Regions from separate parts of the Mus musculus genome. Here region 1 is linked to region 2. A link is a contact called in public Hi-C data. All regions are on one chromosome and are shown on one strand. Each heading gives the region's core, a stretch centred on a gene start, on an enhancer-like site or on the middle of the called end of the contact. The rest is flanking DNA. Distances are from core to core; before and after follow the strand shown. Region 1 holds the start of Uchl3 (ubiquitin carboxyl-terminal esterase L3 (ubiquitin thiolesterase)). Region 2 overlaps Tbc1d4 (TBC1 domain family, member 4).

The links. A called contact is a pair of places that touch in the nucleus more often than the background predicts.
Region 1: a Hi-C map of regulatory T cells shows a contact between it and region 2, with 1.8 times the contacts expected there. The contact joins the promoter of Uchl3 here to the enhancer-like site in region 2. A contact is called at or near these places in 7 of 39 promoter capture datasets (3T3-L1-derived adipocytes, the HPC-7 cell line, HPC-7-derived erythroid cells and 3 more), 6 of 484 Hi-C or Micro-C datasets (CD4 T cells, the HL-1 cell line, cerebral cortex and 2 more), 8 of 115 datasets of contacts at active chromatin or transcription factors (the 230-238 cell line, bone marrow-derived macrophages, cardiomyocytes and 4 more) and 2 of 9 other capture datasets (adipose tissue and liver).

What each region holds. Positions count from the first base shown.
Region 1 is chr14:101,652,352-101,658,702 of GRCm38.p6, forward strand. Uchl3 (ubiquitin carboxyl-terminal esterase L3 (ubiquitin thiolesterase)) reads left to right here and starts at 1,616. Exons shown (of 9, transcript NM_016723.2): 1 at 1,616-1,754; 2 at 1,857-1,868. The coding sequence starts at 1,713.
Region 2 is chr14:101,466,674-101,473,711 of GRCm38.p6, forward strand. All of the region lies in intron 10 of Tbc1d4 (TBC1 domain family, member 4), which reads right to left. Among named protein-coding and RNA genes, the nearest start is that of Tbc1d4, 140 kb to the right of the region's middle. Within about 2 kb of position 1,363, at least 6 of the 459 cell types and tissues checked have an H3K27ac peak or open chromatin away from gene starts, as enhancers often do. A contact at or near this core is called in regulatory T cells, where this site is marked.

The DNA of each region.
Region 1 (6,351 bases), core at 366-2,865, 190 kb after region 2:
TGGTGAAGACTTTCCAGTGTGGATGCTTTGGGGTCTCCTATGCGTTTTGCCAACAATTCATTCTCCACGGTGTGTTAGCTAAGCCTGGTTTTCTCACTGGTGTCTCAAGGTAAACTTTAGTAGGATTGTATTTTGGTTTGCTGTTGAGTTATGAGGAAGCAGACATGGTATGTCTAACAGGGAAGAAATTCTCGTGATAGAGGGATAAGGATGTTGTGTGGCGTATTGGCCAAGCACTAAGAGGAGAAACAAAATGCAGAACTGCAGGAGTCTGGAGAAAAGCGGCTGTCTGAAAATTCCCCTGGCACCCCAAACAGCCCCAGTAGAGACTGAGACTATAGCAAGCACCACAAGAGATCAGGCAACTGCAGCTAACCGATCATGAGCCCAGCATTGCCAGATTTACCAAGTCATGAGGTTGGACAGATATGGCATCAAGCCATCAGACAAATAGGGAGGAGTCAAGGGATTACAAGAGTCACCGGGTTATAAAAATAATAGCCAGAGCATGCGTGGGAGAGTTGGAAATTTCCCAAGAAGGACAAATTCAGCATAATAATATTTTTCTCACTTCTTAACTAACCTTTCCCTGAAATCCTTCTCTTCGATACAGAATAGTAATATATATCAGATCAAATTTCTGGAGTCCTGCCATGACTCTTGGTTCCTACATATCAAAAGGATTGCTCCTTGAAATATCTTCTGCTTCTCTGTCTTCATAAATGTTACCTTGTGTCAACTTTCCTGTTTTTGCATTTCCCCACATAACTGACAGATGGTATTTCTGCATACATGATTATTCCACTTCTCTCTCCTTTGTGACACTGAGATTGGGCCCAGGGCCTCAAGCATGCTAGACAAGTGCTCTACCATTTCTCAAATAGCCCTTGAGAAATCTCCTATGTACTAGCCATTGAGTTAAACCCTGAAAAACAAACAAACAAACAAACAAACAAACAAAATCATTACATTTGTCATCCTGAAATTTAGTGGGATGGCGAATGGATTTCAAAATGCTGTTTAAAGTCCTTCAGTTTGTACCAAACAGTACATTGCCTGATTTCCTCTTTGTAGTGGCTCCATATTGTTTCTCAAGCAGAACTGAGTATCTATCTACCTATCACCTATATCCACCATTTACCTATTACCTGTATCTCGGGCAGTGCAATAACAGATAAGGCCAACATATCATTCCAGTATCCTCACAAAGGAGCAGGAAGACCATGATTCCAAGGAGTCAACCCCTCTGGCTTGGCTGCCTTAAGGCTAGCAAACCGGTCCCACTCTCACAGAGTAGGAATCCATGACGCGCCCCCTAGAGCTTCTGGTTGGCATTGCAAGAAGGTGAGGTTGCCTGCGAGCACGCGGCCCGGTGGCGCATGCGTAGAACTCGGGAGCTCGCTCGGGGGAAGGGAGAGTCCAAGTGTGAGGGGAGTTCACCGTTGATCAAAGCTTCTTTTTCTCATGAACTAGGACATGGCTCAGGCTTATCAGTTTAATTTGCCTTTTAACTTCATTAGTAACTCCAGGGCTGAGTCTCCGTAGGGAGAGATCAAGCGTCTTGGGGGTCGTGGAAGTCCATTCGTTGGTTTCCCCCTCGGGGCGGCGTTTGGATGGTGCCGGCCGGAGCGCGCGGGGGCGGAAGCGGCGGCGGCGGCGGCTGCGGCGGTGGTGGCGGCTGTCAGAGCTGGAGAGCGGCCGGCGGAGCAGTCATGGAGGGTCAACGCTGGCTGCCGCTGGAGGCCAACCCTGAGGTGAGCGCGGCCGGGTTCCGCAGCCAGGGCCTGAGCGGGTCGGGAGGCCGGCGCCAGCCCGCATGCGCGCGTCGCTAAACCCTCTTCTGTGTCTCGTTTCAGGTCACCAACCAGGTGAGTGCGGTCGGTGCCTGTCACCCCGGACCCCGGAGTCCTTCCCGCCTTCCCCGCCAGCCTCCCCGCTGGCCTTCACCTCTGCATCCCCAAGGATCCAGGGATCTCATCCCGGGCGGGCAGGCGGCCCCAGGCTGCGGCTGTGGGCGGCTCCGCCCCTCTCGGGCCACCACCTGGCTCGGGGAGATGCCGGTGCAGCGAGCGTCCTCTGTCCCTCCGTCGGACCCCGCGTCGCCGGCGCTGCCTGGGGCACCCGGGGTCTGAGGTTTGGTAGCCCCTCGCCTGGTATCCCCACCCCGTGCCTTTCCCCATCTTGGTTCGTCTCCTTGCCGTTGCGGGTTCCATCCTGTTCCTTGACCCTGTCCCTTCTAAGGTGACTAATTTGCCAACACTTCCTGACTCCCGGCTTTGTAAACTTGCCCACCCAGTTCTGGTAATTCCATCCACCTCCTGTACAATGAAATCACCTTTCAGTCATCTCTTGCCCCATCGAGGTCCTTCTCTTCCCTGCCACGCCCCCTTTCTCTCCCCGTCTTTCGAAGGTGGACCTGGTCCTTGCCTCCTGTACCACACAAAGCCCGGTTTAATGGTTGTCCTGCAATGCGTAGCCACCTGCTACTCTTAAAAGGGAGTTTGTTTTGGATACTGAAGGTTGGGGCTTGGGATGCCTTTCAGACCCCAAATTAGGTGGTGGAATGCATATATATATATATATATATTTGCACAGATATGTATTAATTAGCCTTTTTTTCTGCTCTCAGATTTAGTTCACCTTTAACAGTTCTCTTAGTTTGTTATATAGTTTTCTTCCTTTTCTTCCATCTTTCTTCTCATAACCGAAGGATAAAGATCTATTATCAACGTTTAAAAATGCTTTTTTGAGACCAGACATCGTGGTACATGTCTGCCAGTATCAGCGTGTGGGAGGCTGAGGTAAAGAGGATTTTGAGTTCCAGCCCAGCCTGAATTGAAATGCTGCCTAAAAACCTGCTCCCTTCCTCCAATTATTATTATTATTATTGTTATTTTTAACGGTTTTTTTAAAAGCATTTTAGCAAATTCTTTGTATAAAACACACAGGCTTTATGTTAGAGGTGACATCCTTTGTCTTTTGGAATTTTTGAAAGTGTTTTCATTTATTTTGTTTCATTTATTGTTTCATTGATTTCGGGTGGAGGTCAGAGGACAACTTTCTAGATTCAGTTCTCTCAGTCCCTCAGGTGGGTCCTTGGGATTAAACACAGGTCTTCTGTATTTGCTGGTGGGAGGAGCCTTGACTCACTGGCCTGACTCCCTGTAGCTTATGTGGGTTTGTTATATATTTTTGTTAGCATCAGTTCCTATCTTCTTAGTAAGGTGAACTGTGTAAAGTTTAAAAGCCAGCACTTCCCCGTTGCCTTGCTGTTCACAGCACCCTTTCTGGAAGAGGCCAAATTCCTTTTGTTCTTGACTTTGAAATTTGCTCATCTCTTTCCCTAGTGCATTTTATTTTGTCAAGAGAAAAATCTCAAAGAATTTCCAACTTCTGTGCATAAGAAGAAGTGTGTATTTGAGCTGTAAAGCAAAGTGATTTTTACACTTTAGCGATAGCAATTTACTATATATGTGATAGCTTTCGCTCCATTGATCTGTCTGTTCCTCTTTCGGTTATCGTTCTCTTTGTTGTGGCTTTATAAGTCCTCAAATTGTATGAAGCCAGCATTGTACCTTTTCTGAATTGTTTAGGCTTTTCTAATTGCTTTACCTTCCAAATAAATTTTAGAATGCTTGTCAATCTGTACAGAAACTTGATTGGTGAATGTGGCAATTGGATAGACATATTCTGAGGGGTGTGTCTTTACTACAGTGGATCTTGTCATCTTTGACCAAGGTGGATCATCACTTAATTAGGTCTTTGATTTCTCCATCGGTGTTTGATAGTTTGAGCACATAGCTCTTGGGAAAAAGATTATTGGATACCTACAAATTTGATGATTTGAGGCGCTCTTGTAAATGGTATTGCTTTAAAAGTTCATTCTTGAGTTCTTTGCTATGTATTGAATGCAGTTTAAAGATCTGCCCACATCCTCAACTAAGTTCAGGGAGTAGCTGCACTGCACCTCAGTGTATCTGGCATCTTCTCGGTGGGTCTGGAGTAGCTGCACTGTGCCTCAGTGTATCTGGCATCTTCTCGGTGGGTCTGGAGTAGCTGCACTGCACCTCAGTGTATCTGGCATCTTCTCGGTGGGTCTGCACCTCAGTGTATCTGACATCTTCTCGGTGGGTCTGGAGGGTTTCCTGATCAGACAGACAGACAGACAGACGTGTTCTCTGCAGTCACGTGCTCAGTCCCAGACTAACCACCTTTATCTCGTTTTCCTGTCTTAGTTCACGTGGTAATGTCTTAACTATGGCTTCGGAGTGCTGGTTTCTGCTTAGCTGGGGAAGCTTAGACTCCTTCATTCTAAAGTTAGGCGCTTACAGAGGTCTTGGAGAGGCTTTCCCTCAGCTAAATAAGTTCCACTTTTTCCTAACTTGTAAAGATTTTTATTAATTAATGTTCAAATTCCTCAAGTGATTTTCTAAAAAAGCATTTGATGATGATCATGGAAAGAATGATATATAATTATATATAAAGATAAATGAACAGAGATAGGACCAGTATTCTTCTGTACCCAAACTAGACAAACTATGAGAAGAAAGTGTGTGCGCATGTGCACAGGAACCTCATTCCTAGATAACTTTGACACATTATAAAATGCTCACTCTGTGGGCTTGTATCTCTTATTAATATGGCCATAAAGGCCTTCAACAATAGATGCATTTTAAAAACATCAACAATAGATGCATTTTAACAACATAAGACCATAACCAAAGTCAACCTTTTTTATATTGAAGATTTGATTTACCATTTAAAGTCTATCAATGTAATTAGCCTTATCAGTTGGTGAAAAAAATCTAGTGATACTAAATGAAAATAATGATTAAGATGATACTAATTATTGTTTTAAGGAAACAACACAAAGTCTGTGATTTGGCAGATACAGTACCTTACTCCTAGGTAGCTTTGATAAATTCTAAAATGCATTTACTTACACTCAATAATTTTGAGGACACCTTTTGTATTACCAGTTGTCTGAGCAGGAACGAGTTATACTTTGGTGGTAAATTAGGATTGTTTTTCTAACCAGTGGGAAGGCAGAAAGGAAAAGCAGGCAAGGAAATCATTAGCCATTGTTGAAAGAGCAAGGAGAAAATTCCCAAGGTGTTGGGTCAGAATCTAGTAGGTACGCTGCGGCGCTGTGGTGTCACTTGGTTTACTTCTTGTTTTCTAGCCACATGTGGCAGCACACATCTGTAGTCCCAGTACCATCTGGCAGTTATGGGTCTTCTTAACTCTTAGTCTGAACAAGGACTGTTTTATGCTGTGGTGATGCCTGGTGTTATGTGAGAACAGTCATCATGTCTGTAGCAGGAGGATTAGTAATACCTGCTAGGCATCATCTGGAAGAGCTGTGACATATAGTCCATCTGGTAAACAGCCAGTTTTTTGTTTATTTTTATTTTTAGTATCCTGTCGACCTCTTTTAAGATACTTCGTTTTGCTACAGATTTGACTTAAAATAGTTAGAAAAAAATTTAAGCTCTACCTTATTTACGTATATATATATATATATATATATATATATATATATATATATTTAAATGGGTAAAAATAGCTGATGGAAAGTTGCAGATAATTGAGCATTAAGAATTACAACTTTTTCATGGTGCCGCACGCCTTTAATCCCAGCACTTTGGAGGCAGAAGCAGGCGGATTTCTGAGTTCGAGGCCAGCCTGGTCTACAAAGTGAGTTCCAGGACAGCCAGGGCTACACAGAGAAACCCTGTCTCAAAAAGCCCAAAAACAAACAAACAAAAAAAAAAGAATTACAACTTTTTAAAGAAGAATAGTTGATCTGGGTAACTGTATCACCTATGAGTGTACTAGACCTGCATGTAGTTTTTTTGTCATTTGAGTATGGTCAGTTGATTATCTAATATATATGTATATAGAAAGAGGGAGCGGGGGAGAGGAAGAGGGGAATAGTTGTAACTTAGAAGAATTATGAGCTTTTAAATAGGGAACCTCCCTAGAGTTGTGATGTTATTGTGATGTTATTAAGGAAGTGGTATTTTCTTGTTTCCTATCTAAAGGAAACTTAAGCATCCCATGACTTAGTTTTGCTACTTATGTACATGATTAAAGTTAGAACTAGAGTTGGAGGCCATCTGCTAGATTATTACTCCTTCTGTCACTTTATAGTGACCACTCCTCTGACATACCCATGGGCCACTATTTTTCATTGTATCTCTTGGCCTCTTAGTGGCATTAGAAGAGCAACCTGCGTTCTTGAAACATCATCTTTTACATTTTTACTTTTCCGATAATTCTGATATTTCTAATTTCTCAATTACTTTTTAGGCTGTCTCTGTTTTTGCCTTCTCTGGAGGTTCCTGGGGA
Region 2 (7,038 bases), core at 113-2,612:
TTTTAGAGAAAAGGCCACTTCTGAGTTCGCTAGGCTCTGACCAAAGGAAGGTCAGTGTGACTCACAGTTACTTTCCAGACCAACTCTGTTCGCAGTGAGACGACCACGCGACGGTGAGAGCTGCTGATGCTGAGAATATTTTACTTTCTGGAGTGTCATAGTCTTTGGTTGGTCCTGGGAGGAGGATGAAGGCGGTGGCATTTACAGGTGGTGATACCCACAAAGGTCAGCCTTAGCTCAGAAACAATTCTCAGCTAGAAAAGCCACTGGCTCTCAGATGCTCAGAGCTCGGTAGTGCTGAGCAATTAATACAAGGAGAAAACTTCAATACCACCCATTATATTTTCACTCATATTTACTCTGTACATCTGCTCTTAAGATTATCAGGAAATGCAGTTTCTTCTTCTTCTTCTTCTTCTTCTTCTTCTTCTTCTTCTTCTTCTTCTTCTTCTTCTTCTTCTTCTTTGTCTTCTTCTTCTTCTTCTTCTCCTCCTCCTCCTCCTCCTCCTTCTTCTCCTTCTCCTCCTCCTCCTCCTCGACCACCTCCTCCTCCTCGACCACCTCCTTCTCCTTCTTCCTCCTCCTCTTCTTCTTTCTCTTCCTCTTCTTCCTGCTCCTCCTCCTCTTCTTTACCTTCCTTCTCAACTCTGTCTTCCTACTCCACCTCCTAATTTTGCTCAATTTGTTATTATCTTTGAGATGAGCTTTCATGTAGCCCAGACTGGCCTCAACGTCTTTATTATGTTCAGGAGTGACCCTTGAACAACTTCTAATCCTCCTGCCTCTACCTCCTGAATGCTGCAGATATAATTGTATACTACTCTGTTCGGTTCACGTGGTGTTGCAGATCAAAATCCAGAGTTTCATCAACGCTGGACAAACACTGGACCAAATGAGTTCTATCTCTAGCCTCAGGAACAGTTATTTCTAATCTGACTTATCTTCTCAGAAATACTGCTTCTTGATTCACTAAATTAAAAGTGAAAAAGGATGTAGGTGTGAGCTAATTTGCATATTGTAAGTGTCAAGCTGTCTTAAGTTAGGAAGTATCTGAATTCATACATCTCACAGACTCAAGTCCCCTTTGATATGGATCCAGGATGAGGTGATAACCCAACTGGTGACCAGTGTTCAAAACTCCCTGCAACACTGAAGTGCAACACTGATATAAAGATATCAGCTTGGGGGAGACATAGTTCAAGCATTTTCCATTCAGCATTTTTGGTTCAAAGGTTCCCCATCTGTCCTGCTGAATACTCACGGAATATTACCTGTCTTCCTTCTGTCATGGTACCTTGCTGGAGCTACTTTTGTTGTCCATCAGATGCAACGTTTATGCTGTCTGTTATAAAAGCACCCTGGTCTTTAGCCAACTAAGACATACTTGCAAACTTCACAGCATCTGACTGCAAGCCCCGTGATGTGAATGAACTGGCAGACATGTTTTTTTTATCCATATGTAGAGTTTAACTGCCAAGATTCAGTGCCTGAATTGTATACTAATAATACGGGAAAGAGAATATGGACCCTTTACTCATAGGTAAAGCCTATACTTTGCAAAAGCAGTTGGAAATGGGGTGAAGGCTACCCTGCTTCACTTACTAGGAGAGGAAATGAAACGCGATTGGAAGGCAGCTCCTAGGTAAAGGCTTAACCATGCAATGAGCATGTGCAAGAACAGCAGCAGTGAAAGTGGTCATTTAAGGAACTGAGACGCTATGAAACATTGCACAGTGATTTTCCAATATTCTGACTTGGGATTCAGGGTAAACTGTAGTAGTGGACATGAGGGACAACTTTTTTGTCTTTCTAAACTTTCTCTTGTTTGCCTTTTTTTGCTTTAAAACTACATTAGTTTTCACTTTAACTTCCTTAGATTTAAGATTTAAGACAAGCATAATGTCAAAGCTAAACTGCTTGTGGTGTCTACTATAAGAAGACAGAACACATACAGAACCATCACAAGTATGGCTGCTTTCGTCCTTACAGTAGACACACAGGGTGGGTGATATGATTCCCATTGCTAGTGAGAAACCCTAGGTAGAAAAAGGCCAAATAACCTGCGCGTTTCCTGTGACAACTAGGAATGCAGCCTGAACTCAGAGGCAGGTGGGCCAGAGTGCAGAGAAATGTTAAAGACCTTTGCATTCGCTCCTACAAAGCTCCAGGGCTCTTACAAAACAAAGTACCACAAGTGACTCACCTATGTAAATGCCTTACTACTTGCTTAGCAATACATGAGATTCAAAACTTGTATGCTTATTTAAACAAAAGGATGAAGTAAAAATACCTTAACTATACCTACATGTATGTATTTTTAAAATAATCAAACACATAATATACATATTTTCTCTTAAGTTTCCATATGACCCGAAGGTCACTTCCTTTTGTGAGTTGTAACATAAGCAGTTGTCAGGTAAAGTGCTTCATAGGGCATAGTCAGGGAAAGTATTCCATGCCAGGGCTTCCTGTACCTGAGATTTATGAAATTAAAAATATAACTAGGAAGCCAGGACAGTGTGGAGAGCTTGTGACCACAGGCAGGTTGGTACAATCTTTGTTACTTCCTGCCACTAGGTTCCAATTAATCAAGCGCAATTAATCAAGAACCACAATCTGGGAGCCTTGTGAGGAATCTGGAGGGGAAGGGAGACTATGCATCATTCTGATCACCACTGAGGCTACAGAGCCAGGGCTCTGAACATGGCACTCATAAAACATGGAGAGAATGTGGTAACTAATGCCTCAAGTTGATGGTTTGATGTATCCTTGGGGAAGCAGGTAGAAGCCTGACCTAATGAACTCTTGTTATCCCTGGGCTTCTGGGAACACAGAATTTTTACTACATGTTGCTTGCTTTAATAAGAATCAATCCACTGGGTACCAGATGGAATGAAGGTGTGCTGATGACAATTTTCCTACTAAGGCGAGAGAGATCCGCTTTGCACTAATATAAATCCTCTTCCCAGATTTACAGCATGTTCTGCTGAGCAGCAAACTGTCGCTTGGCCCTCCTGCACCTCCCAGCACCCAATAAAACCAAGGATCATAAACTTCAAACTCCTGATTGCCCACTGGCAAAATCTTCATCATTTTATTGCATCTAAATGCATTACAAGTTGAGACAAATATTGACACTTCCCTAGTCCAAAGCAGCTGCTTATCACATGGGAAAGTTCCCCCCTCCCTGAATTTCTTAAGAAGCCTGCATAGGGCAACAAACCAATGAAACTTTGGTTCTTTCCGACATGGCCCACAGTGCTTGATAATTTACAACTGCATCAGCAGCACTCACAGTCTATGCATGTTCTGGCTTTCACCTGGGCAAACATCTCTCAGGCTATGGAAAATCTTTACTGACTAAACAGAATGCAGATTCCGCCACTCTAGCAGAAATCACTACAGTATCTTGAGTGTGACCAAATGTGAGAGGTAAGACAGTGGAACAAAGCACAGGGAAAAAGAAAAGAAGAATGGAGAGTTTTACACTCTAGATTCCACTTCCTGAGTGCAGAGAGTGAAAAAGTGTTTTGTACATTGGGTTTAAAATATCTCTCAGTTGGTTCTATGTTTGCTCATAATCCTGCAATGTAAGATAAATAAAACCATACCTAGTAAATATATATAACCTTTCCCAGAATCAGCCTAATACCATGTAAAATAAAACTAGGCTAGATGACATTCAAACCCAGAAGACACGAGGCAAAACACTTATATTAAACTCACAACTTCTTTTTCCTTTTTCATTTCAGTGCTAGAAGCTAAACTCAGAGCCTTGTACATGTTGGGCAACTGCTCTTCCACTGAACTTGTTCCTCTGTTGGGCTTCTGAAATGGGAGAAATGGCCTTTAAGTGGTCATCCTACAATACCAGCCCCCCCCCAAAAAAGAAGGGCCATCAATTATAACTCTCAGAAGAGTCTCTTTTTTTATCTTAGCACTGTGGCCAAATGAGTCTCTGAAGATGTTTCTCTTCATGCATGGCCTATTGTAGAGCAATCTTTAAAACTTTTGTTGCAAGTACAAAGAAGTCAACGTGTTAGATTTTGACAGGGAGGTGGCATGTGCTCTCAGGAGACTGGTGACACAGGCAGAATAGGGAAAGTAGAGCAGGCAGAGAGCGGATGCTTATAGTGACAATGGGAAAGACACCATTCTGGATGTTTTTCAGAGAAAGTGAGACCCTCCAGGAAACGGTATTACCACCATCCTTCCTGTCCATAGCCAGGAACTTGGTGCTTTCCTGACTGTGACCAATGGGACATCGGCAAGGTATCAGCAATGCCTCGCAGGAACCACCAATATGAGAGGATTAGGGTGAGGAGGGGCAGGCTGCATCTCTTCTCCAGATGCTCCTCTTTGGCAGGCTTCCTCAGGATGCTCATTTCTCTATCTTCCTGGGATCAGGAAAAAACAAACAAACCCTCCTCATATGCATATAAATCCCTATCTACCAGCTAATCCACCGTTGTAACTTTAAATTTCAATTGGAATTTTCTTGGAGACCTGGGCTTTAAAAGAATTTCAATGCAGAATAGAGTAGAAACAGGACTTTAGCTAGCAATGACATTGTACATGGCTCTCTGTGATCTCTGATCACACCACAGGGCGCATTTCTGTTTCCACAGCCCTCAGAGTGTGCAGAATGACAGCATGCATTCAGAAGACAACCAAAACTGTATCCTTAACTGATGCGGCTAACCACAGGGAAATAGGAAAAGTTATTAAAGGAAAATGTTTGGCGTGTTAATCACCTTGACTCTGAAGCAGTGTCCTGTCTAGCAACAGGAAAACAGGAATGATATTAGCACAGAAAGATAAATGCCCCAAACCAGGATTTAAAAAGACATTCCATAAGTCATCAATACATCACAGGCAAATTAATTCTACAGTGAACCCTAGTAAATAATCAGATCGATCAATGAATACAAGTGAATTATAAAATAAAAACTATCCCATAAACAGTTTATCACCAATAATTTTCTTTCTCATTAAAAATTATAGAATTGAATCAATGAGTATCGCCATGTAAAATAATCATTTACTTTGACCAACAAACTTCAATATAAATAATTTTTAAGCATGACCTTAAAACTTGTAAAGTAACTCCTCACCAACACAGAAAACTCTGTTGCTGGAATGGAAATGCAGTATTTAGTGAATATCCACTATAAAAACATGCATCATCAGGCACAGACATGACTCAGCTACCAAGAAAAACAATATTAACCTTTCAAAAATTAACTTGAACTAAGGTATTAATCATAAAAATGCATGTATTCCTTTGCTGCTGCAATTTCAAATCTGTGCAAATGAATCAATCAGCTAACAAACTGTGACATTCAAAAGACCTTGAGTCCTTTTTTCTCAGGACCCTCGCATGAATTAATAATTCAGAACAGTGGTCCTGTTCTAAAAAGTAACACTGTCATTAGCCTATATCCAGCTATGTCCTATTCCCGATTCGGTTAGGAATATTTAGAGATTCATTTATGCAACTAATAAGATAGTAGGTACCCAAGTGACAGGAAAATTATAGCTGATAACATTATATACCTCCTTCCCTCATCATTATGAATAGTTGGAGGTATCATCATAATTGTATGTACATGATGTTCTCTCTATAAAAAGTAATAATGAGAGATGTAGAGTTCAGAAGCTACTGAATTAAAGCCATTCTCTTAGATGTCATCATTCTTGGGAAAGACATCCGTCCTAATGTGTTAAGAACAAAGGATGTGGTACACTCTACTCACACATAGACTAGACTGAATAATCTACATTTGTGCAAGGAGAGAGTTTTATAAACGTATACAGCAAATGCAGCAAAATTATTAATTAGTCAATATAAAGGATTAAAGGAAATCCTGTAATATTTTGTAATTTTCTATAAATTTGATGTTAATTCAAAACAACAGAAATATATATTCTCGTCAAGATTGTAAGTAGTATATTTATGTCCGAGCAACTTGTTAGTTGAATATACCTAAGAACATACATTTTGTCCAATACTGCTATTCTGAAGACATCCATTAATGATACATGTGCATGGACAACTGAAAATATATACAATAACTGTCACAACAGCAAAATCCTACAACCCCTTCTTGTCCATGCACAAGAGCATGGACAGATGATATATTAGACAGAAGACTGCATAGCCACAGGACTAAATGCACTGCAGCCACCTACAGCCAAGAATGGATGTCACAAAGCAATGCCAAAAGAAGGCAGATACAAAAATAAAGGATGTGCCCTCATCCCATGTGAGCATTTCAAAGCAGCAAAACTCAGCTCTGCTCTGTAAGGTCAGAAGGTAGCAATGGTCTAAGAAATGAGACACCAGACTTCTGGTTCACTTCCACTTGTGAACAGGTGAGTGTCGACATGATGGTGTTCTCTCTTTGGTGACCCACTGAGCTGTGGACTTAAGAGTTGGCGTGCTATCCCGGTGAAAATGGTTTTGGGTTTTTGTTTTACCTAAACTATACTTCAGACCCGCTGACTCTGTACGATGAAATTAAAAGAGTTGGGTGTGGAGGGTACCTATTCTCTAATTTTTAGAATCTATCACAATTGGAAAAAACATCGAAAAGTACTTATGCAATGTTCTGTATGTTGAGGACTTTACTCACTCATCGGCAACACTGAAAATGCCATAGCGACTAAACAGTGGATTTTGCCAACCTCAGACTCATGTGTATATACCCACCTTCTGACTTCAGTACCCTCTCATTAGCATGAGTAATGGGGGGGCGCGATGGGGAATAAGCATCAAAAATAAACCACAAACAAGCATGAATCCCGGAAGGCAAATAAACAACCTACTTTGAACAACAGAAGTATCCTCTCTGTATTAACGACAACCTCGGAAATAGCCTAGGATTCACATCCAGTCTCTGCTGACCCTTCAGCTTCTTAATAACTTTTGCTGTCATTTTGGGAAAAGGCTGTTCCCTACTTAAGGAAGGAAGATAGGGCTCTCCCTATATGCTTACCTCAACTATGTTGAACCCTTTGAATGGACTTACTGAATGA